Linked DNA regions of Mus musculus: all the other regions are linked to region 3. A link is a contact called in public HiChIP or PLAC-seq and Micro-C data. All regions are on one chromosome and are shown on one strand. The core of a region is the stretch at or near the end of the contact, and the rest is flanking DNA. Distances in the headings are between cores, read along the strand shown. Region 1 has its middle 7.6 kb from the start of Gm25614. Region 2 has its middle 13 kb from the start of Gm25614. Region 3 holds the start of Fgf9 (fibroblast growth factor 9). Region 4 holds the start of Il17d (interleukin 17D).

Region 1 (5,896 bases), core at 3,293-5,792, 580 kb before region 3:
GGACACTTGCAGGCTCTGTGCTGAAAACCGTTCTGGCTTTATATTTGTAGGGTCCAGCTTTTTCATGTTTACCAACATTCCACGGGTCCCAGTCCTTTGCTGGTTTACACTGTAGGGGACTGGCATCATTTGATTGCTTGAGAGAGTGAATGTCTCCTCTGACAACTTCAGTGTTTTAAAAGATAGAAGGACAGTGAGAAAAAAAGACGAGAAAGAAAGGAACAGGAAAAATAAAGGTAAAGGAAGGTCCGAGAGCATCCACTCTTTCCAGGCTTGAACTAATAATGTAATGGCTTGTCCACTTCAACAAAGACCTCATTAGTCTCAGAACTTGTCTTCATTGTTGGAGGTAGGGAAATATATATATATATATATATATATATATATATATATATATATATACACACATATATACATACATACACACACATATATGTGTGTATATATATATATATATATATATATATATATATATATATACACACACACACACACATACATACATACATACACACACACACACACACACACACACGCACACACAAATACACAATTGCCTCCAGCCTTAGGAATCCTTTTGCCTCTGATCTACTAAAACCAGCCGTTTGGTTAACCCCCTTGTTGACTTAAATTCCAACCTCACTGACTGATTTTCCTCCCTTTGTTTTTGCTCCTGCTTCAAAGACTAGGAAGGTGGAACAGAGGAGGTGTGCTCAAAGACTATGGGCAGCCCGGGAACTCAGGAGGCACACCCACACAGCACCACGGCTCATTCTGCTGAGAAGGAGGTGAAATTGACTTTTACAGATTACCAATCCAACAGTTCCAGAGAAATGAGAGAGAGAGGGAGAGAGACAGGCAGAGACAGAGACAGAGACAGAGACAGAGACAGAGAGAGTCATGAGCACTTAATATCTTAAATAGGTCACCTGCACTTCTGTTAACCCTACATTTCTCTAGTGGGGACACAGGGCATAGAATGACATGTTTCAGATTTGGGGAGTCTCAAAGGGAAAAACAAGCTTGCTATATATTGGGGATCAACTCTTGAGTGGAAGTGAGCAGCCAGCCTTTTTGGAGTCTATCATTCACCAAAGAGTGGACACACACAATGGTGTTACAATAACTGACAGTTTTAGTTTACACTGACTAGAACCTAAAATGAAAGAAACTCGATAAAGGAGATGCTATGCTAGTGCAGGAGATTCAGGACTAGTGCAAGAGATGCTGTGCTAGTGTAGAAGATGCTGTGCTAGTGCAGGAGATGCTGTGCTAGTGCAGTGGTGCTCTAGTCCTAATGCAGAAGAGGCTAGCTTGGTATCAGAGATGCTGAGGAGGCAGTTAGAAATGAGTAGTTAGGAGACAGGTTACAGTGAGTCACCCCACTGGGCTTTTGTTTGAATAGAAAATTTCTGTTAGTCAATTGTGAAGGTTTTTTTTGCCATATGATAAATTTTTAGTGCATAAATGTGTACATTTTGTGAAACTGTAAAACCTGGAGGAGGAACAGGAGGAAGCAGAGGAGGAGGAGGTAGAGGAGGAGGAGTAGGAGGAGGAGGCGGCGAAGTCATACTACATGAGAAGCCTTTTCTTTCACCTGGCACCATGAGGAGAGAGACTTCTTTCTTCTGCCTTCAAGTACTGTTTTGTTCTCAAATCCGTACTGTTCTTAGTGGCTAGAGCCTTAGAGCCCTACTCTAAGAAGCTCATCAATAAACTCATTTCATTTTTGGAGTAAACTTTGTGAACCACTCACCTCCTGCTATCTCCATTTTGCAGAGAAGGCAATGGAGGCTCAAAAGACATTAAGGAATGTATCAGTATCACATAGCAAGAAAATGAGTGGCTCAAGCCTGTGCCATCTGATGACCAGGCCTTGACCATCACGCAGCACACCTCTTGCCTCTGGAGCTTCACTGCCACAGAGCCACACACAACCTCATTTCCAAATGAGGTTTGCATGCAAACCCTAGGTGATAAAGAAAAAGTGCTGCTTAGAAACCAAGTTCTCTAGAAAACCAAAATCAAGAGCTAACTGAACCTAACCACAGAAACAGGGCTGTCAAAGCCCTCTAAGGGACTGCCAGGGCATGAATGGGGTTTGTAATCCACAAGAAAAAAGCGAGATACTGCAAGTTTGCCTTCTGCTCCTGAGTGCTCCTAACCCTAACCCTAACCCTAACCCTAACCCTAACCCTAACCCTAACCCTAACCCTAACCCTAACCCTAACCCTAACCTTAACCCTAACCTTAACCTTAACCCTAACCACTTATATAACTGGCCAGTAGCCAGAGAACTACTTCTTGGCTAGGTGTCTGATTCTACTTTACTCTAAATTAGCCTTCCTTCTCAGTTTATAGAGCGAGAGAAAGGAAATATGTGGCTGTGTTCTCTAAACGTTCATATATATATATATATATATATATATATATATATATATATATATATATGTGTGTGTGTGTGTGTGTGTGTGTGTGTGTGTGTGTGTGTGTGTATGCTATGTAATATATGTGTGTTATACAACATTTATGTTTATAAGTTTTATATATAATATACATGAATATATATATATATGAATCTTTAGAGAACACAACACAGCCAAATAGGTGGCTTCAGCTGGAGAGCAGCCAATTGCCCTTGAGGCCTATGGCTTTGTGGTAGATTCTTTCTTGGATTTGAGACAAGGGCTGTGTGAACAATGGAGACACACATGGCTGATTCAGCAGGTCTGGACAGAACCTTCCCAGCACCATCGCCATCAACTGCTCTGTAGAGTGGCTGAAGCCCAGGGAAGTTCCCTTCCTCTCCTCAGTAGATTGACTTCCACTCCCAGTCACTCAGGGAGGGTGTCTTCAGCTCTGCTGTCCAAGTTCCAGGGGCAGGCTTTTCCAATAAAAGCCCTGCAAATGGCTGATGTATTTCCTCAGAATTCCTTGGCTCCACTCTCAACCCATTTACTACAGCTTTTAGCTCTAGTTAGCAACAGAGAGAGCCCTGAGCCCTTGTCTGGTGCTTGTGCACCTACCCCACTGTTCATGTTGTGCTTTCCCCAGTTAGCTAACAGTGGACACTTGATGCTGGGAAGTTTCCATTAAGATAATTGATTCTAAGACACCATCCCCCAATAGCTAATTAAGAGGAGAGCTGACCTTTTAAGAGAGTCCTCCCGTTTGTAAAATTAAATCAATCATGGTGATAGAAATTCTTCAGGACAAAGTGAAACTAAGAATTTTGGACCATCTGGAAGGATTGGTTGTCTTGGGGTCTCTTAAAGTACCTCACATAGTAGACCACTTGCTCCTGGGCTCTACACAATTCTATATTGTAGGCTCCTTCTTGGATCTCAATTCTGTCTTCTCCTTTGTGCATTCAGAAACACATATGCACAGGCACACATACACACACAGGCACTATACATACTTACACATACACACACATGTACACACATACACATGCACATACATACACATGTACACACATACACAGGCACACACATACACTCACACGTACACTTGTGGGCTTCCAGACACACCTAGTCAGGCTCTGTGCTGTGAAAGGTTAGCAGTTTCCACCCATGACAGTTATCACCTTTTAAATGCACTGTGGTGTGTGTGGCAATATATACTGTCATTTTTCTCGGGATTTTATTTACTGCTGAAGAATTTCATCTCTTTATCCTACCTGACCTGCAAAGAAACCCTTAGTACCCCCTCCTGAATCAATGTAAACAAAGGCTTGCTCCATAGAGCAGTGAGCAGCCACACAGTGTCTTTATGCCTTCTAGTCCCCAAATGGGGTGGGGTGGGTGTGGAGTGAGCTCTGCCTTCTGCACAGGCTGGCTTGGTGTTACTCACAAGGTGAAATATCTTCTGTATATTGCCTCAGTGAGCTAGTCTACCACCCTTACGACAGGCCTCCCAAGGAGCCAGCTCTAACCCAGCCTACCTAGTCAGGCCCCCCCAGGAGTGGGAAAGGAAGCCCCAAGGGCCTGCAGAGCTGGGGCTGGGAAGTTGTCTTCCACTTCCCAGTGAGTCAAAAATAAAGCAACTGTTGTAGGTTTAGTGCCTTTTCTTTCTTTCTTCTTTTAAGTTCAGGGCAAGAGGGGAAAGAGCTAAGTAACTTGATCTTTCCTAAACCCCACCCCTCTCCCAGTAATCAGGTAATATCCATTACACAAAGAACCGCATGGGCTCCTCAGCCACAATACTGCCCATTGTTTATGCTTTAATTAACTTCTGTTTTACTGATTTATTTAAAAAAAAAAAAAAGTAGAAGAAGAAGATGAATTAGCCTTCCGAGAGGGGTTGAGTTATTGCAAGCTGAAACTCCTCATACCTATCTTGGGAACTTCAAAGAGTAGCCAAGTTTGTTTATGTGCAGGAAATCAAATTAGCAAGACCATTACAGTGGCTTCATGGCATTCATGGTTGGGCTGGTGAGAAGCAGTAATTGGAAAGTGCTCCTCTGTACCCCCAGCCTGCATCTCAGGGGTTCTAAGCACTTTCCCAAGGCGAGATGGCTGGCTTGCTAATGATTGAAGGTTTGCAGGGACCTGGCTGCATTGCCCCCTCACACACTGAAATCCCAGCCACTTCACAGGAAAGGGTTTGAGTGATCCAAAGAAAGGTGAAGACAAAGGTTAAATTTGGGAGGGACTCCCCCCTCCCCCAGTGTTGTGAATGAAGACAATCAACTGGAAAATAAGAAACGCATTTGAATATGTGATGAGAAATGAATTGAAGAATTCAACCCAAACAAATGCTGCTGCTTTCAAAAATAAAATCCCACAGCCTGTGGAATATGTACTGGGGATCTAAAGACTGTCTGACCACAGTTTAGGCAACCCAGAAAGGGAATAATTATAACTATGTTTGATGGCAGCACATCCTCTTTCTACAGCGGCCATACACAAGAAAAAAAAATAGTTATTTTGGACTGTTCCACTGCTCAGAGGGAGCATTTGTGTTGAAGACTTAGAAATGATCTGGCAAAAATCACAGACCCTGATTAATAGCTTTGTCCAAAAGTTTGTGTGCATGAAAAATTTCATAAAAGGATGTGTTCATAGGAACCCTAATGTAGCCTTCGAAGGAATCAGAGCTAATAAAATAAAACAAAATATGGATCCAATAAAATAATCACAAATTCAAAAGTCTTTAGCTCTTTATAACCAGAAAAATAACTGCATTAAATTCACCGCTGCCGGTGGTGCTCACCGCTGTCAGCATAATGTCTGTTAAGCTGGTGCCAGAGCCATCCTTTGAGGCATACTTGGAGCTCTCCAAAACTCTCAGGTGGCAAGCTGTAAAAGGGACTAAACCAGAACAGAAAATAAACCTTCTAAGCACCAAAGCATAAATTAACACACTGGAATCCTGAGTTGTTAAAAGGAACTGCTCCTGGACTCCTCCAAAACAAACCTCTTCCTGTGACACGGAAACACGGAATTCAGTGTCCCAAGTGTCTGTAAAGCATGGCCAAAATGCCAACCATAACGGAAGCACCCAGACCTTAGGCTTCCAGGTGATACAGCCCTTAAGGGCATTAAGCTGTAAGAGTCTGGTCTCGGTACTGTGTAGAAGAATTTTAATTGCACCTAGACATGGAGCTGTTCCCAAGGTGTCCTAGAGAGTGGCTAAAGAAAACTTCTTGAGTAGCTTCCCCTCTCTTCCCTTCTGGGTTGTAACAGGAGGGTGTTGGGACTGAAGGTAGGGGTGTGGCCCTGGCTACTCTACATTTAACTGTGTGACCTCAAGTAAATTATACAGAGCTTTTTCATCTATAAAATGGGAATAAAAAAAAAAATCTACCTTCTTTTCAGGGCAGAGATGAAAAGAAATGGAACTGAAATCCTGCATCCAGCCAGGATCCTGTATTAGTGAAAAAAAAATCTGA
Region 2 (6,530 bases), core at 1,434-3,933, 570 kb before region 3:
CCCATAGCCATTTTTTTTCCCAATAGGCTGCCATAGCACATTTGTCTTGTTTGACAATTAGGCATCTAAATTTTGGGATCGAGGCATAGTCTTGCTTGAGTCCCATTAAATTCCACACCATCAGACTCATCGTTTGAACCTTGCATACTCTTTCCTAGTCTCTATTTATTCATCCTGTGCTAAGGTATATCATAACTTCATTACGCTCATCGCTCTACCTACTTAAAGAACATCTTAAGACCTGGAAAGACACAGTGGTTCCTGACATGAGGCTCTGATTTCCCAGGGCACCGAAAGCTGACTAAAGTAAATAACTAGCTGTACTTTCATAGCTACACACTCAACTCCCTGATACAATGATAAGCTCTTGGGGGCCACAGTAAAGTCTATGTATGTTCCTTTATTCCGCACAAGTACTTATGTGCAAACTGATTTGCCACTGAGGACTCTTCAGTCTGCTGATGAGATGGCTCTGGACTTCCTTCAGTGGCTTTCCCAGCCATGCTTGCCTTGTAAAGAATACAGTTCACAGCTCAGGTCTGGACACCTGATGTCTCAGACCCAGAGAATGGTGCTTGGTTCGTGCTGTGTAACTAAGTTCTGCCAGTAGAGTCATCTTATATGCCTGTTAATTAAGAGAAAGCCCTTTGTCTAGTCTTTCTGGGAACAATCCCAGGCAGAACAACTTTGTCAAAACAGACACATTTTCATAAAGTGTTCACCAAACTTTTTTTGTTTTGTTTTGTTTTGTTTTTTCGAGACAGGGTTTCTCTGTGTAGCCCTGGCTATCCTGGAACTCACTCTGTAGACCAGGCTGGTCTCGAACTCAGAAATCTGCCTGCCTCTGCCTCCCGAGTGCTGGGATTAAAGGTGTGCGCCACTATGTCAGGCTACCAAACACAATTTTATAGCACCCATTTTTCAACATTATTTTAAACTGCAGTGCTTCCAGACAAAAGGGTGTTCCCACACAAGCGAGTGATCGCTATTATCTGACAATTCCCACTTTTGTCACAAGTGCAAAGTGACACAATGAATTACGTGCACTAAGGATTAGATTTGAAGCGCCCCCCCCAACACACACACACACACACACACATACACACACACACACACACACACACACACATACATATGCTCACATGCTGAATGCCTAATCTCCGTTTAACAGTGCTATTTAGGAAGCCTGTGGAACCCTCTACAGGTAGGGCCTAACCAGACCAAGTGTTTCACTGGCAGCAGAGGGTGGGGCTTGAAGGCTTATAATTCCCCCTTCTACTGAGGTGTGAGGAAGGACAGAGTCCCACAGCCAAAAGCCACCTGCTACTTTTGTTCCCTTCTGTGATGATATATCCTCTCAAACCATGAGCCAAGATGCATGCCCCCTGAACTCCCAGTTAAGGTGCTTTGTGGGTCCTTTGGTCTCATTGATAAGAAACATTACAAATGCAGAGTAAGTTTGCAAATGAACCACATAGTCTCTCAAGGATAAAACTTTTTTTTTCATAGATCTAAAAACATGAAGTTTGGGAATAAATATGTTGACATGAGCAATGCTTTGGCCATAAATTACTCAGTGGTAGGAAGACAGTCTCAGTCTCCACCCTTACCCAAGTTACAGTAGACTGAATATTTTTCTGTTCTTCCACCCAAAACTTCAGGTTCCTTTGTATTTTTTTTTTCATAATGGTTCATCATAATGTGGGCATTTCCAGTTCCCACTTCCATTTCTTATTGTTGGCGTTACAAGTGTACCCAGCTTTTCACATGGGTGCTGAGGATCTGAATTTATGCTTGCAAAAACCTTTACCACTGAGCCATCCCTCCGGCCCCCGAAAACTTAGTTTAAAGTGGAATCCTTGCTGCGGTCTCAGTCCCTACACAGCAACACTTTGGTTCTTAATGTAAAACTTGGGCCTATATCTTTAAAAACCATGTCCCAGCCCTGCTCCTCCCTGCCCCCCCCCCAAGCTGCCTTCCCACAATTACCCATGTAGACAAGAAGCCTGCAGACAGAGTACCCAATGTCTGAGTGTACACCTTCCAATGTATCTTTTAATGTGAAGTCCGTCAGCCCACTTAGTAGGCCCTCTACCAGATCTCTCCTTAATTAATAGACTTGTGAATAACCACAACTGCCTTGTGGGACATGCCAAATACTAAACAGATGACAGAGTCACAGCTAGAAATCTGCTCGACACAGGGTGCCTTAATTTAAGCCATACGTAGTAGGAGGGAAAAATCACAGCATGGCAAGTACTCAGCTCAATGTATAGCTCTTGGTCTGTTTCAACTTATGTACATCGCTGGCGTGTAGAATGTAACAGTCAGAGTGAAAGCGATGGTTCTGATTTATAGCCACCTGTTAGCATAAGTCTGACCTGAACAAGCAAGGCAGGCACCGTAGTCTGAAAGGGAATTCTGCCTTTCGTTTGTATGGGGGGAATAGCACCCACTGGTCGAAAGGCTATTAAACTTCGGCTGGGCCAGGGCCTCAGAGGTGTCCTACTATGTGCCAGAGAACAGGTTAGTGCCGATGGCTGTCTGTTTCATGTACAGCCCCTAGTGCCCCACCACTCTCAGCTGGCCCAGTTTATGGATGAACCCCATCTCCTGGGCTGCAGGGAGGGGCTGGAGTGACGGGTCCTTCATTAGAACCTGGCCAGAGGGCAGCTCGGATCATAAAGGACAGCTGTCTAATTGGATGTGCTTGTGTGTGCTGTCTTAGCTTTTACAATGGGAATAGGCTACCCGGCCTTTCTAATTAGATTGTTAAACATAATAGCTGACTGGCACAGCAGTAAAGAATTTGCCCTTCTCTTTGTAAGAGCAAAATAGGGCTCAGGAAAGATGCAGGATTTTTCCAGCCCGTTTCCCCCATCATTGTATCTGATGGTAATGAGATGGAGTGTATTTCTTTTTAAATGCTCCCAAAGGCAGACAGGCCAGGTTGAAGTTCGAACTAAATGCGAAAACACACACAGGCAATACAGTAGCCAACTCCGGCTTCCCTCCAGCCTCTTGTCATCCCTAATTGGTGTCTTGTTGGTTGTCTTCAGTGAAAAAGCAAGAATTAAATGAGATTGGAAATTGAATTACCCCGTCACCCCTCAAGGTGGTCTCCAGACCTAGGCTGCGAAAAATCAGAGGAGCAGGGTAGGAAATGCCCCCATGTAGGGAATATGTCCTATTTCCCAGAGTCCTCTGGGAGGCAGCAGGCAGGGGGAAGAAAGAGGAAGAGAGAAGAGAAGGACATCACTGTCCCAGCAGTCTGCAGATCTTGTAGTTTTGGAGGCTTCCCAGACCCTCAGAAATGGCATCATCATTTTCAGCTCCCTAGTTTTTTCAAAATACCACATGCGCCTCATTTCGAGACTCCTTGTCACCCTGTCCCACCTTGGAAACGCCTGTCAGATGCTCTGAATGACTCCGGTTTCACACTTAGATGTGCTTATGACTTAGATCCCTCGGGTAACATGAGAGTTCACTGGACCGCTGTTTTGCACAGGAAAACAGGATGGTGTGGAGCAGCTATGGCTGCAGATGTGTGGTGGCCGTCACAGCAGTGTTCCACAGAGCTAGAATGCCACCATGACCTTGGTTACTCATCAGGTTGTCTTTTTTTTTTTTTTTTTTTTTTTTTTACAAACTGCAGTGTCAGAAGGTCTTTCTTCAGAGGCTGGCATACCAATACCATGGCCCCATAGCCCACCCTCCAGTACATTTTGGTACCAGCAGGAAGAGAGAGACAGAGAAACAGACAGAGAGAGACAGAGAGAGACAGAGAGACAGGGAGACAGAGAGAGAAACAACTTAAATGTTCTCAGGAGTACAAGCAGAGATTCCAGCCAGCAGGACCTGGCGGGTCACTACCCCAAAATCAGGTTTTGCCACTTAAATTTTATTTTGATGTCCTTCTGGAGGGACATCCACCTGATTGCCAGGAATATACATGATAAAAAGAACGAGCATGTGGGCGAAAAAGGGACTGTCTTCCTCTCTGGAGTGTTTGAACCAGTACTTGATCCCCTTCCTCTGTCTATTGACTGCCCTCCCTCCCTCCCTGACTTTTCCAGAGCTCAGAGGTGACTGAAGAAGTAAATTCTACTTGTAATCTTTGTTCACTCACTACCTAAGTTCTATCTTTTTCTTTACACTCACATTTTGCTGGGCACACCCTGTCACCAGAGGCTCATCTCTGTCTGACTTGTTTGTTCTTTATTAATTGCAGCCTGATACCTAGAGTTAGGACATCTGTCTGACTTACCCCAGCCTCCCTGTGTTCTCTGTGGGAGATACACTTATTGCTGTCATTTCCTAGCCTGCTCCTTAAAGCGGTGCCCTTTAATGCTGTTAATCTCTGTGTCAACCCTTGGGCACTGTACCCATCTGCCCATTTTCCATAGCAACTGTATGTATGTATGTATGTATGTATGTATGTATCCTTACCACTTAACACAGCCTTTCTACAGTGGTTCCTAGTGAACGCTGGTGCTCTGAGTCCCCGTAGCTGTTTTACAGCTCCCCTGACCTCGGTTCTTATAGTTGAATTGTTGATCAGAGATGGATTGTGCACTTTGCAATACATGAAACCTTGGGCTTAGTCTCTGCCCCCAAGAAACCCAAAGGAAGTGAAGATCTCATCTTTGCAAAATCACTTGGGCTTTCTTTCTTCCCAGCTCCATGCAGAGAAGACTGGAGGAGCTAGAGGAAGGGATTCAGCAGCTTCAGACCTGGTACAGCTGTCGCAAAGCTCCCCCTGCTCTCTCTCCCTAGACTCTGTGTTTCTATTGCACATTACGGAAGCTTGGGGTAGTGAAGAAATGGGGCCTGCTGACATTGTTGCAAATGAATCCTGCATAGAACAAATGATAAGTCTACCCCCCCCCAATCATGAGAATAAATAGCTATAAAGTTTTATTGAAGAGCCGCAATGGCTTCTTTCATACAGCTTGCAGATATTTGGCAATTGAACCATAAAATCGGCAGAGACATTGACCCTTGTTCCAAATCTTTGAATCAGAGAACTAAGAGCCTGCAATGGGGACACTTGTGCACAAGTGTGATTGTGCAGCCAGGGAAAACCCAAATATTGGCTTTGTTTTGAAATGGGAGTCTCTTCTGTATTCTGAGACTATGCGATGTTTCACATTCCAGACTCTGCTCTGCACACAAGGGTGACTTTCTGCCAGTATTCGTGGAAAATGGCTTAAAAGGCTCCGAAACTGAGAAGTGGATTATGTCAGGGGCTAAAATTACTTGAGAACTTTTTGATCGTACGGGTTTTGGAGTATGATCAATTTGACATGTGTCCCTAACGACACGAAGATGTGTGCGTCCATACCCCCAAGATAAGACGTGATGTGGGAGTGATGGAGTTACTGCCGGGGCTAATCATGTTTTATTTAGTTTAGGACAGGTGTTGAGAATAATGTCTCAAATAGTAATGGTGATTCTCTGTGCTCACATTCCTGGGGTCCTTTGCTTTGCTTCTGAAAGATTATTGACAGATGATTCTGCTCCTCAAATTTCTAAGAAAATAGCTTTTCATCTACATGTGAACACAGCATGCTGATTTTGCAAACACGAGTATCAGACAGCGTAGTTCTGCATGTGTGTGCCAAATGCAAGCTGTGATGGTTATGTGCAAAGAGAAGATTACAACAGATAGACTGTTCCTTGATAACTTCACATATTTGTCTATTTCTGAAATGAGTTTCAGAAAAAAAAAAAATTCCTGAAATTTAAACATCGCAAGAGAAGGTTAGTCTCTAATAAGTCAAAGTTGTACTTTCTCTGGATCTCATTTCATTTCAAAAGTGAGTCAAAAGGAAAGAAAAGAAGAAGGAAGAAGAGAAAGTCTCAAGGATTGCTCCTGCGTCTTAAGCAGGTATGATACCCACTGGTTCAGCTACACTAATGGGAAAATCCTGGAGATCTCTGAAGCATTTGACTTAGTCTCTGGCAGTCAGAGAAAGATTGTTATGGGAAAAAGGAAATCGCACCAAAGCCCTGCCTGAAGCATGAGAACGAGCTGAATTAATGCCCAGAATGCTGTGGTACTCGAGTGTCAAAGGAAGAGAGTCTGAGGGACCTCTCCCGGAATGACGATTGTGGTTCATCATGCTATAAGTATGGCCCTCAGGGAGCCAATAAGGAGCCTGTGGGACTCGGCTGGGCCATTAGGATTATGGCATCTTTCAAACAACAATTGATCCTGAAATCAATTTGAGAGTGGATTATTACACAAGAGCCAATCCCTAGATCCCTATTCTGGGGTTTGAACTCACCATGAGATATCAGTTTCTCACATGAGCATCTGAGTTGTGATGCTATCTGCCATGAGGTCCTTCATGGAAGTAAGAAGATGCCCTTGAACCTCCAGAACTATGGACCAAACAAATCTCTCTCTCTCTCTCTTTTTTTTCATAAAGCACTAAGCCTTGGGTATTTTGAAACAGTAGTGAATAGCAGACTAATATAACACCATAGAATAGTTTTCCAGTGCAAAACCAACTTTGTTCTGTAGC
Region 3 (6,194 bases), core at 3,657-6,156:
AGGTGGACTAGTAGTTCGGGGCTAGCCTGTGCTACTTAAGACCCTGTTTCAAAAGAGGGTGGAAGGGGTGATTGAGCCCCTCTCTTCCACAGCTTCCTGATTATGCACACTAGCCACCTGGGGCTCCAGGGGGTCTAGGAATACCTGAACCAGCTTGAACAAAACTAGGTTCCCTTAGGAAGTAGCAGTTGAATGGATATCCAAGCTTTCTGCAGTAAGTTCAAAGGCCGCTCTGAATTATGAAGGCTTTTCTCTGTACAGTACTGAAAAGCCAAGGCACAAAGAGTTGAATTTTGTCTTTTTCTGCAAAACCCTGAAAATAAGGTTTAACTTTGTTTTATTATTATTATTTTAATCACGCCAGTATCTTTCTCCCACCTAGTACCACCAGCATCTGAAACCCTACTCCTTTAACAGGCCAGGTCCTGCCCCTCAAATGGCTTACCAGCAGTAGTGTCAATCTAGGGTTCTAATGCCTCTTGAGTCACCACCCCTGAGGCCAGCAGGTAGGCCTGCTTCAGCTTCCACAGGCCCAGCGTTCACTTTTTTTCATTACTCTGCACTGCCTACTTTATTTTTGTTCATTGTCTTAACAGCTATCAAGGCCAGAAAGCCCTTCCAAGTGAAAAACTCACACTTGCTTCCCAGATCATCACTCAGAGACAGGACCCCATGGTCCCTTCCTCCCAGCTCCCATCACCCCCAAGGAAAAACAAAGGGCTCCTCAAGGTCCCACCTTCAACTCCCCGGCCCGGCTGCAGCCCCAACAGCGCTGAGATTCCCGCACCCCCACATCCCCGGCCCGGGCCGCAGCCTTGCCCCGCCGAGCTTGCCAGCAGCGGCAGTCACCTGCGGCGGCTCAGGGGCGGCAGAAAGCATTGGCCCAGCACGTTTCCTTCTGCCTTTCCTTTTCAGGTAGAAAACGCACCTTCTATTTTAATCGAGGTGTAAACCCACCCCACCTACAGCTACTCTAAAACCCAGGGAGAAGTCGAAGTCCCCCGGGAGGAGCCAAGGAGGCGCGGAGGCCATGGCTGCGGGGAGGGGGTGGAAGGTGAAGCGGCAGTGGCGCGGGCGCCAGGTGCGCCCCGCAGCCCCTCCGCCCCGCCTGGCTCCGGGCCGCCAGGTCCTAGCGCCGCCGTAACTCCCTGCGGGCGGGGCTGAGGAGGCAGGGCGCGGAGGCTCCCGGCACACGCACGGCGCTGCAGAGGTTGCTAATATTGGGACCTGCCGCAGAAGCAGCAGCGGGAGACCGCGGCACTGCTGTCACCCCGGGGGCCCGCTTCTCACTGCAACCGGATGAAAGACTTAAATAACCCTCCTTCCCCACCCCCACTGCGCACAGCCGCCCACTCAGCTCCATCCGAACGAGGGTGAGTGGCACCGCCAAGAACCAGGCGCGCCCTTCCCCCCGCGGCAGACACCGGGCCGACCTGCTATACTTGCACTGGGGGGTCCCCAGCATGGGCCGGGGCTTCCGCTTCCCTCCTACCAACACCCCCCCCCCCCACACACACACACACACACACTGTGCGGAACCAGAAAGTAGAGATGTCACTTCCTTGGCGACACATTCTCCAACCTCTAGGATCGGGGCGGGGTGAGGAGGTTGGGGCTTTTTGTTTGATAGTCTGGGTTCTGCGGCGGGCGGTACCTGCAGTCCTTCTTCGCTGACCCCTGAACGCGCGCGCTCCCCGCCCTTGCATCCTAGCACAGATACTCAGTATCTGATGTATCAAGTGCGCGTGGCAAACGTCCTATCTTAAAGGTGACTACTGCATTTTTAAAAAGAAAGAAAGAAAAGCTGGGAGGTGGGGGCGAAGGTACGTGGAGGGGTCCGAAGTGTGAGGGCTATCCAGTGACCTGGGCCCAGTTCTGAAGCACCCCGGGTTGGGACCGGGAAATGCACACAATAAAGGTGGCTTTGGCTGGCCGCAGCGCCCCTGCAGCCCTGCGCTCCGAGTGCAGCCGGCCTTCTGCTCCTGTGAGACTAGATCCGGATGCCTTCCCTAGGCTAGTGGTTAACAATAGCATGCCACCCCCTGCACCGCCTGCGAGGCCCTTTGTCACCCCCACCCCCACCCCTGCTACTGTGGCCTCGCCTGGCCAGGGGCCCCCGACCCACCTCCCAGACCCAGCGGAGCCCTAGGACTCTCCCAAACCCTGCTGCGCGCTTCAGAAAGAAGGGGGTGACCCTGCGTGAGACCGCAAAGCTCAGTTCCAACCTCCAGTCTGTCCTCGTCCCCGCCACCAACTCTCCGGCTGCGGTGCGCACCTCCAGCGGTTCCCACACCGCACACCACCACCGCGCTTCCTCGGGCGGCGGCTGTCAGCGCCACCAGACCCGCACTCACACACAAAGAGAAAGCAAGGGGACTGGACAGGGGCAAAAAAGAAAAGTCGGACACCCGACACGCGACCAGAAAGGTGTCGGTCCCTGTCCTCCCTCCCCTGAACCCCAGCGGTCCCCGCAGTACGGAGGGGCGCACAGGAGCACCGTGGAAAGGGAGTTAGAACCCGAGCGCTCTTAGGACCGCGCGGAACGAGAGCGACGCGGGGCCGGGGGCTGAGCCCGCACCTGCCGGCCCGGAGCGCGGGAGGACCGGGCTCCAGCTGCCCCGGGCATCAAGCGGGCTGCCCGGGCATCAAGCTGGCTGCCCTGAACCCTAGGACACTCGATCCCCGCCGCCACCGGCCTCCCGCTGCTTGGCTTGCTCCAGAAACCCGGCTCCGTAGCAGTCCTTAAGGTGGCCAACTAGACAAGCACTCCAGTAAAGTTTAGTCTTCCCTAGCGACAGGCAGGCAGCAGCGGCGTTTACTTACGGGGTGGTGGGAAGATAGTTAGGTTAATCAGGTTAGCATTCGAAGGAATAATCGCAGCAATGAGCTACACTTTCTGTTTTTAAGCAGCGAGGGGGACACAAGTCAAGTGGGGAAAATTGACTGGGTTCACTTTTGAGCCCAGCCTCAGTAGTGAGCCAAGGGGGAAACCCTGGGCCTCAAGAATCTAGACTATCTTCATCCAGGCCTGGACCCTCCTCACCTCCCGGCAACATCCACAGACCATGAAGCTAAACACCTAGTTTAGATTTCGTTCAACATCTGGCATTAAGGCATGAGGAAGAAAAATCACCACAGGACTTGGTTTTACGACCTAGTCTAAGTGTTGTCAGGTGGGTTCACTCAGGAGTTAACTCCTTCCAACAGTCTGGTTGCCCAAACTGTGGATTTATTTTTTCTTTTTTTTAAATAAGGGGAAAAACCTAGATTCCACACACCCCGCCCCCGCCCCAACGCCAGGCAGAACTGTGTTCGCTGACTTAGCACTGCACCACTGAAGGTGCCCCGCCAGGCACGTGTGTGGAGGCACGAAAGTGGGCAGAGTCCCCACCTGAGTCTGCAGCCTTCGGTGCTGAGTCACAAGTACCCTGCTCGGAACGTGAAATCTTCGGAATGCCCTTTAAAATGAGCCTGCAGCTTTTGCAAGCGCACGCAAACACTCACACCAGAAAGCCACTCAGGAAACCCACACAAGGCTACACGCTGTGGAAATTAAAAAGCGGAGGTTGGGAACCAACGGATGGAAGAGCCGGCACCCCTAGTGGGATTTCCGCCCCCACTCGGGTCAGTTTCCCCAGGGGCTTCTGCCCCGGATGTTTCGGATCTAAAACACGACTTCAGTGCTTCCCCCAGATCACCCAGCAATCTTTGCCTGAGAGATTTCAGACCAGCCACCGGGAATAAACGACACGCTTAATTTACAATTCAGGCAGAATGCTTATTAGAGGAAAAGGGAAGGGAGAAAAAAAAACTTAATTTGAGCAAGATACCAGCTACCTACAGGAAACTGGATGCAGTTTAAAGTTCTTAGTGGTTAAAGCTTTAAACTAATGGAAATGGGTCCGTTTAAAAAGAAACTTCTTAAACCTTATCGTCTCACATATCAAATGAAAAAACTTGGGCTTTGGGTTATATTCATACTCACACTCACACACCCTCCTTTAAGAAAAATAAAGAAGAAGAAAAAGAAAAGAAGGGCCTTCTGAGGGTGAAGTTGCACCAATGCCAGACGCAGATCTGCAATTCCGGAGGCTTTTTCCCCTCCCTGGGCTGGCAAGATACTCAAAGATGTGGGGGGCAGGGGTTATGAATATGAGAATATAGCCCTTCGAGCATCCCCGCCTAACCACCACCTTTCTGGTAGTTAATAATCTGACCGTGTCAGCGCGTGGACAGTGAGGGGTTAAAGGCATACCTACCGAAGCGGCTGTGGTCTTTCCTGGTTCCCTGGATAGTACCGTTGGGGAAGATCTCTAAATGAAATCCAGTCCTGCAGTACAGCTGCCTCCGCCTGAGAATCCCCTTTAAATGATCCAAGTCCGTGACTGCGGGGCCCCGGGGCAGCCCCCCTGCTTCGGACTGACCCAGGTGGTCACTTAGCAACACCGGACTGTCCACCGGCAACACCGGTACGTTCCCGAACGGTACCGCGTCCTGCACACCGAAATAGCTCCCAACTTCACCTAAGGGAGCCATCAGAGGACTCGGCTTTTAAGCACAAGAATAAACAATAATGATGGTATCAACCAGGAGACACTAGGCGAGGTATATCCAACTCCCCTCCCTTGCCGCAGTTGCAGACAGAGAGGGAAAAAGGGTTCTTTTCTTCAATCCATCCGATGCATAAATAAAAGTAATCGGCTGTTTCTCTGGCACAGGTTCAAGGTCAAACCACTGATAGTCTAAGAAGCCACCACTTTATACTCACACACTGACATTGATCAACACAGCTATGCATCGCTACATATGGAGCCTCGACTCTCAGCAGGCAGAAAGGTCTTCATCCCATCCGACCGTAATAAGGGAAAAAAATCCGTAGTTTCTCCATTTGCTTAGAGATCAGAATGACCATAGCAACGTAAGTGCCTGGGCGATATTACAGGGATTTTTAAGATGCTCGGGCTACGTCAGAATTTACGGATCCTGACTCCAGAAAGGCATGCGCTGTTTTTACTCTCTAACCGACTCTGCAGACATCAGCATGAATCCTTCAAGGGGAAAAAAAAAATCTCACGTTGGCGGCGGCGACAAATCTCTCCTCCCAGTCCCTCCTCCAAAAAATAAAGATAATATAACAAAAAGAAGGGGGAAAAAACTTTCGGCGTCCAAAGCTAGTATCCAGAACGCTGCAGAGGCTCTGCGGAGGTCCAGCGGCTTGCAGTGAGGCGAGCGGCAAGCGGCGGGCGAGGACCGCGTCCCGGAGCTCGCGTGCTGCCCGGGCTGCCGCGAACAGGTGTCGCCGCGCGGGCCGCGCAGCGCCGTGGCCGCGGAGCGCTCCTCCTGCGCAGCCCCCGCCGGCGCGCAGAGTGGCGCAGGCGGCGGCATTGGGCCGGGTTTAAGGTAGCGCGGCGGCCGCCCCGCTCCGCCCGGTCCTAGCGCCCGCCCTGACGCTCGAGCCGCTCTGCCGCAGGCCGGGCACAGGCGGGCAGAGCGCGGGACTTCTCCGGGAGGACGACCTAGGAAACCCGGCTTTAGAGACGCCGGAGACGCGGTGCCAGAGACGGGAAGCAGCAGCCCGAAGACATTCGGCCACAAGAAATCTAGCTTGCTAGAGACGCAGGGTCAGAGGGGAACTGAGAAAGCAGTTTTCGCGCGGACTCTGTAACCTTGCGTCGCATTATAAAATAGACTGGGAGGGAAGGGTTGGTGTAGGGAGCTTGGTTGGACAGGGCAGTTTCTCTTTCATTCTACAGCCAGACTTACAGACGCGCAAACAATATTGCAGGTAAGACAGTTGGGTGTGAGTCAGATTCTTCTCTCTCTCTCTCCCTCTCTCTCACTCTCTCTCTCTCTCTCTCCCTCACACACACACACACACACACACACACACACACACACACACACACACAAAACACACACACTGGTGGGCCCACACTCGGGTTTGTTAAGGGAATTCTGGTTCGCATCTTTGAGTTGTTCGGGTCCTGCCTCCCCCCAGGTTCCCGCGGCTAGGAGCAAAGGGCACCCAGGGCGCCTGAAAACAGCCCCTGTCCTTGAGTTCGACTCACGCCCCAGATCTGAGTGTGCGTCTTCAGGGAGAAGGTTCCAATGAGTTCTCTCTCGCCCCCAAACAAAGCTACTCAGGACGGGCTTTGCCACCTTGAGCTCTACTTTGCCTGGAAGTGAAAGGCTCG
Region 4 (5,873 bases), core at 318-2,817, 550 kb after region 3:
TTGACACAACACCTGGATTGGGCCATCCTCAAAATCTTGCCCATTCTCCACAAGGCCTGAATGTCACTTTCTCCTTCAAAGGGGTGTTCTCTTCCTCCCTCAACTTCAGGCTACCTCACGCTGGAAACTTTGCTTCTCATCTGAGGTTCTATCCCCATATTAGTTTCCCCAGACACTCTCTCAGAGGGCGTGCCTCTTAGCTCTCGGCGCCCCAGCACTTCTAGATTACACTCCTACAGGCCTCCTGTAAAAAAGGGTCATGTGGCCTGGTTCTTCATGGTGTATCTGGCAGAGAATTGGTATTTATTGCATAACAAATACAGAAGCAGCATTTCTTCAAAGATCGTGACAGACCTTTGTAGAAACCAATCGCTCCCAATTTAGTTATACCATCTGCCTCTCCTAGCCCCTCCCTGAGCTCTAGGACCAGTAGACACCCGCCTTACCTGGCCTGCCCCCCGTGGTTCATCCCAGTAGTTCCACCCGGCCCCACCCATCACCTCCGTCCGCTCCTCAGACCCCGCCCCTCGGGCACTACACCATCTCCATAGCACCACCCGACCGTCTTGCCACTCCCCTCCCGCTCCAGCCGATCCCACCCGATCCCCCTCACGACCCCTTCCTTCAAGCACCGTCCACCTATACCGCTCCAGTGGCAGCCGGGCCCCGCCCAGGCCCCACCCGACCCCGCCCACCACGTGCTCCGCCCCGCCCCTCGGCCCCGCCCTCCAACGGACTCCACCCTGCCCCACCCACCTGTTCTGCAGGCCCCGCCCCTCCCCTCGGGCCCGCTCACCTGTACGCCCAGGGCGACACGCTGCGCAGGTTGGTGGGTGGCCGGAAGCGGCGGTCGGCGGCCCTGCCCCCGGCCGGGCAGCTGGCATTGCGCGCCTGCTCGCGCGGCCCGAGCTGCAGCGTGTGGTGGAAGGCGCTGAGCACGCCGGCCGCCAGCCGCCCGTACAGCTGCTCCAGGAGCTCCTCCGGCCGGTCCGCGCAGTCCCGCGGCCGCGCCGGGCGCCTCCCGGTCCTCAGCGCGCCCGCCGCGCGGCCCGGCGCCAGTGCCAGCAGGAAGCCGACCGCGAGCATCCAGACCTGCGGGACAGGCCGAGCTCAGCGTCGCGGGACCCGCCCGGCGCTCCGCACACCGTGAGGCCCTCCCCGAGCATGGGCGCCGCGCGGGCCGGCCCCCGAGCGCCGTCCCCGCCCGCCCGCCGCCCGCGCGGTCCCCGGGGCCCGGCCCGCCGCCGGCCCGCGCGCCCCCGGCCCCCGCCGCCGCCGCCGCCCAGAGCCGGAGCCCGCGCGGGGGGCGGGTGCGGGGCGCGCGTGCACGTGTGCGTGTGCCTGCCGGGCTGCTGCGCGGCGGGCTGCGAGTGCCTGTGAGACGCCTCTCCGGGCCGTCCCGCCGTCCTCCCCCCGTCCCTCTGCCCCAGCCCGGCCTCGGCCATGCCTCGCCGGTACCCCCGAGGGCGCTCACCAGTGTCCCCAACATCGCGTCGCCGTGATGCTTTCCAGACTTGTTAGGAGGGGGGCTGAAGGCTCTTCTGCGAAGTAAATAAGGGCGCCGCACACGCGGGGCGTGTGGCCTGCGGGCTGGGTGTCGCCCCTACAGAAGTGGACTGGCGGTCCGCCTGGCTGGAGGAGGAGGAGGTGGTGACTGGCCTCGACGCCTCGGCACGGACCAGTGGGGCCTCGGGGATGCAGTCGAGAGGCCGACTTTGGCTCAGAGGAAACGGATTTCTCTAGACATTGAAGCGGTCCAGGAGCTGGACAGGCCACTTGGAAATGAATGAACTCCAACCTAGAAGGACTCTCCTTCTTGCGACCACTTCCTCTTCTGGGATTTCATAGTTCGAAGAATTATACAAGAGATTAAAAAACAGTTATGTTCTGTTAGGCTAGAAGGAGGCTGTTTTCCCTTAAATACTCATAAAATGACTCCATGCCTCTTATTCAGCTAAGGGCCGAGTAATAAATACCCTCCCCCACCTGACACATGCTGTAAATGGGCATCTCTTGGTCTAGTTTTACAGTGTTGGAGAACTCAATCATGGTAATTAATTGTGTGAGCAGACATGTAAAATGAGCCTAAAGTTCTGTGAATAAATTAAGGGGAATCAGCTCAAATGAAGGACTCTATTGAATCTGAAGAGAGCTTGCTCACTTACTTGTTCATTATTTAAATGCCTTGCTTACCAGGCATCCAGCTAGTGAATATGATTACTTTTGAGCATTTACGCTTTGAGAATAAAGAGAAATGGCTGAGACTAGCTGAACGCTTTTTGAAAGTGTGCAAAATATTTTTTTGACTCCCTAAAACGGCTTGCAGCTTTGGGTTTTAACCAAGTTGTAAACCAGTGGTTAACTGCGTTTCAGTTCTGCTATGCAGAAAAACACTTGCCTTCAATGTTTTAAAACTGAAATACTTTGTAGCGGCTCTACCTTTAAAAGTCCCTTCAAACCTTACAGCTTAAAACATTTTACAATTCCTAGTAAACACATTTGGGTTTATGAAACACTTTGACTCGCACATAAATTGTTAACGTTGTCTCCTTCCTAGTAAAAAAACGGGAATAAAGACATCAGCACTCAAGTACTACTAATTTTCCATTTGAAAGGTACAGCGTAGGAGTATTTTCGAGGCGAGCTTGTCATTACCAGAGTTCCACGGAACTACTCACTGTGCTAATCAACAAAGTACCTTCCAGTGTCTGACCAGTTTGTGGAAGCCTCCAGTTACTGAAAACTTAAACTGAGTAGAGCATAAGATTCATTTGTGATTAAACAGGGGAGCAAAGGCTATAAATAGGTGCAGATTAAATAAAAAGTTCCCAGATCTGAGCATTTTATGAAGATACAAACATGTTAATAATTATTCCAGACTTGAGGCTGGGGAGATGTCTCGGTGGGTAAATGGGTTGTTGTGTTCTAGGGGTGGCCCAGGTTCTATGCCTGGGTCCCAAATAAAGGTGGGAGGAGAGAACCCACTCCACAAAGCTGTCCTCTGACCTGCACATCCATCCATCTTGACCTGCATGTGCATTGTAGTGTGTGTGCTATCACACACGTGACTTTTTACACAATTCTAAAGATATTTTAAAGATTAATCCAGTTACGAGCACTGGCTGTCTTGCAGAGGACCTGTGTTTGGTTGCTAGTACCAAAATGGTGGCTCACAGCCATCTGACACTAGTTCCAAGTGGCTTCACTTGGCTGTTCCAAGTCTAGCAAAGCTGCAAAAGCAATCTTTCAGGTGCCCATGAGGCTAGAAGAGAGCATCATATCTCTTGGAATTGGTATCACAGGTGGGTTGTAAGTGGCCTATTAGAGTGCTGAGAATTGAACCCTGGTCCTCAGTGAGAATGATGGCCAATGTTAACCGCTGGGCATCTCCAAAGCTTCCAAAGCCAGTGTGGGATTGGCTCGTTCCATCCTGACCTTGGATTTCTGAGTAAGGTGCACGTGCAGACATTTTCTCTCCTCAGAGGCTCCTCACATAGCAATCCGCACAGCTGCCATGCACCCAGCTCCTCCCATTCATGGAGATTTTTAGCACTTGGACCTTTCATTATGTGTTCTGCTTATTTTTGTTTTGTTTTGTTTTTTCGAGACAGGGTTTGGGTTCTGCTTCTTAATCCTGCACCATCAACCCGTACTGGTTCTGAGTGCCCACTTGCAGTTTCGTCCTCCACCAACCCAGTCTGATCTTTGACATTAAATTGTGTGGCCATATCCAAGGTCTCCTCATCAGAAACAGCTGACCGCATCCTTGGATCTGATTCCAGTGATCACCCATGTCCTGTCCTGCACCTCTATCTTCAGATCATGCCGTTTTCCACTCACATCGAAACTTTCCCTCCTCATATCTTCTCGAGTCCAGTTTCATTGCTCATCTTTATTATCATATTCTTACAGTCCTTTGGTGCTCCATTATTCTGCAGTACTTGTCTGCACTAAGCTCTTTAAAAAAAAAAAATCACACATGGTTTGGGGAGATGGCTCAGCCACTAAAGTGCTTACTATACAAACATGAGGACCAGGGTTCAGTCTCTCGGAATCAATGCAGAAAAGCTGGGACTAGCATCTGGCTCAGATTAGCAATTTTTTTTCTGGTTTGGAGAAATGTCCTCCAAGGTCTATGTATACAAGGTAGTCCCTGGGGCTCTGTCCTTGAAGGGGTAAACCCTGAGATTAATGGGGCTGTTCCACCATGATGCACTTCCAGTATTGTGATAGTGTTCTATATTCATATATCTGTCATAGTATTCTAGGCTCCTATGTTCTGTCATAGTGTTCTATATTCATATGTCTGTCATAGTGTTCTAGGTTCCTATTTTCTGCCTTAGTGCTCTATGCTCACATGTTCTGTCATAGTGTTCTATGTTCATATGTCTGTCATAGTGTTCTGTGTTCACATGTTCTGTCAAAGAGTTCTATGTTCACATGTTCTGTCATAGTGTTCTGTGTTTGTATGTCTGTCATAGTGTTCTGTGTTCTGTCATAGTGTTCTATAGTCATATGTCCGTCATAGTATTCTGTGTTCACATGTTCTATCATAGTGTTTTGTGTTCATATGTTCTGTCATAGTGTTCTATGTTCACATGTTCTGTCATAGTGTTCTATGTTCATATGTTCTGACATAATGTTCTGTCATAGTGTTCTATATTCATATGTCCATCATAATGCTGTGTTCATATGTTCTATCATAGTGATCTGTGTTCACATGCTCTGTCATAGTGTTCTATGTTCATTTGTTCTGCCTTAGTGCTCTATGTTCACATCTTCTGTCATAATGTTCTATGTTTGTATGTCTGTCATAATGTTCTGTGTCCGTATATCTGTCATAGTGTTCTAGGTTCATATGTTCTGTCATAGTGTTCTAGGTTCATTTGTTCTGCCATAGTATTATGTTCTGTCATAGTGTCCTGCCATAGTGTTCTGTGTTCATATGTTCTCTGTCATAATGTTCTGTGTTCTGTCATAGTGTTCTATGTTCATATATGTCTGTCATAGTGTTCTATGTTCATATATTCGGCCTTAGTGCTCTATATTCACATGTTCTGTCATAGTGTTCTATGTTCATATGTCTGTCATAGTGTTCTGTGTTCACATGTTCTGTCATAGTGTTCTATTGTCACATGTTTTGTCATAATGTTCTAGGTTCATTTGTTCTGCCATAGTGTTCTGTTATGTTCTGTCATAGTGTCCTGTCATAGTGTTCTGTGTTCATTTGTTATCTGTCATTATGTTCTGTGTTTTGTCATAGTGTTCTATATTCATATGTCTGTCATAGTGTTCTGTCATAGTGTTCTATATTCATATGTCTGTCATAGTGTTCTAGGTTCCTATTTTATGCCTTAGTGCTCTATGCTCACATGTTCTGTCATAGTGTTCTGTGTTCATATATTCTGTCATAGTGTTCTATTGTGTGAAGAGATACAATGACCACAGCATTTAATTGGGGCTGGTTTACCGTTCAGAAGTTTAGTCCATTATCATCATGGCAGGAAGTATGGTGGCACACAGGCAGACATGGTGCTGGAGAAGGAGCTGGGAGTTCTACGTCCAGAACCACAGAAAAACAAAAAGGGAAAGACTCTGGGCTTGGAATGGGCTTTTTGAAACCTCAAAGTCCACCCCCAGTGACATACTTCCTCCAGCAAAGACAGACCTCCTAATCCTTTCAAACTGCCATTCTCTGGTGATTCAAATGTATGAGCCTATGGGACCATTCCCATTCAAACCACCACAAGTACCAGTACAGGCTCAAAGCAATAGGACTGTTTTAGGGTTTTACTGTTGTGAACAGACACCATGACCAAGGTAACTCTTATAAGGACATTTAAGTGGGGCTGGTTCAGAAGTTCAGTCCATTA

What was found. A called contact is a pair of places that touch in the nucleus more often than the background predicts. HiChIP or PLAC-seq counts read pairs in DNA pulled down with a chosen protein or histone mark.
Region 1: an H3K4me3 HiChIP or PLAC-seq map of embryonic stem cells shows a contact between it and region 3, with 3 times the contacts expected there. The contact joins the enhancer-like site here to the promoter of Fgf9 in region 3. A contact is called at or near these places in 4 of 39 promoter capture datasets (the C10 cell line, cranial neural crest, frontonasal cranial neural crest and 1 more), 2 of 484 Hi-C or Micro-C datasets (nephron progenitors and uterus), 12 of 115 datasets of contacts at active chromatin or transcription factors (bone marrow-derived macrophages, craniofacial prominence, embryonic forebrain and 7 more) and 1 of 9 other capture datasets (embryonic stem cells).
Region 2: an H3K4me3 HiChIP or PLAC-seq map of neural tube shows a contact between it and region 3, with 5 times the contacts expected there. The contact joins the enhancer-like site here to the promoter of Fgf9 in region 3. A contact is called at or near these places in 5 of 39 promoter capture datasets (cranial neural crest, frontonasal cranial neural crest, hippocampal neurons and 2 more), 9 of 115 datasets of contacts at active chromatin or transcription factors (bone marrow-derived macrophages, cardiomyocytes, craniofacial prominence and 6 more) and 1 of 9 other capture datasets (embryonic stem cells).
Region 4: a Micro-C map of embryonic stem cells shows a contact between it and region 3, with 4 times the contacts expected there. The contact joins the promoter of Il17d here to the promoter of Fgf9 in region 3. A contact is called at or near these places in 3 of 484 Hi-C or Micro-C datasets (LSK cells and embryonic stem cells).

Annotation. Positions count from the first base shown.
Region 1 is chr14:58,655,052-58,660,947 of GRCm38.p6, reverse strand. No RefSeq gene overlaps it. Among named protein-coding and RNA genes, the nearest start is that of Gm25614, 7.6 kb to the right of the region's middle. Within about 2 kb of position 4,542, at least 35 of the 459 cell types and tissues checked have an H3K27ac peak or open chromatin away from gene starts, as enhancers often do. A contact at or near this core is called in craniofacial prominence and embryonic stem cells, where this site is marked.
Region 2 is chr14:58,634,229-58,640,758 of GRCm38.p6, reverse strand. No RefSeq gene overlaps it. Among named protein-coding and RNA genes, the nearest start is that of Gm25614, 13 kb to the left of the region's middle. Within about 2 kb of position 2,683, at least 12 of the 459 cell types and tissues checked have an H3K27ac peak or open chromatin away from gene starts, as enhancers often do. A contact at or near this core is called in craniofacial prominence, embryonic limb bud, neural tube and 1 more, where this site is marked.
Region 3 is chr14:58,071,398-58,077,591 of GRCm38.p6, reverse strand. Fgf9 (fibroblast growth factor 9) reads right to left here and starts at 4,906. Exons shown (of 3, transcript NM_013518.4): 1 at 4,260-4,906. The coding sequence starts at 4,536.
Region 4 is chr14:57,520,523-57,526,395 of GRCm38.p6, reverse strand. It overlaps Il17d (interleukin 17D), which reads right to left and starts at 1,567. Exons shown (of 3, transcript NM_145837.3): 1 at 1,475-1,567; 2 at 797-1,092. The coding sequence starts at 1,489.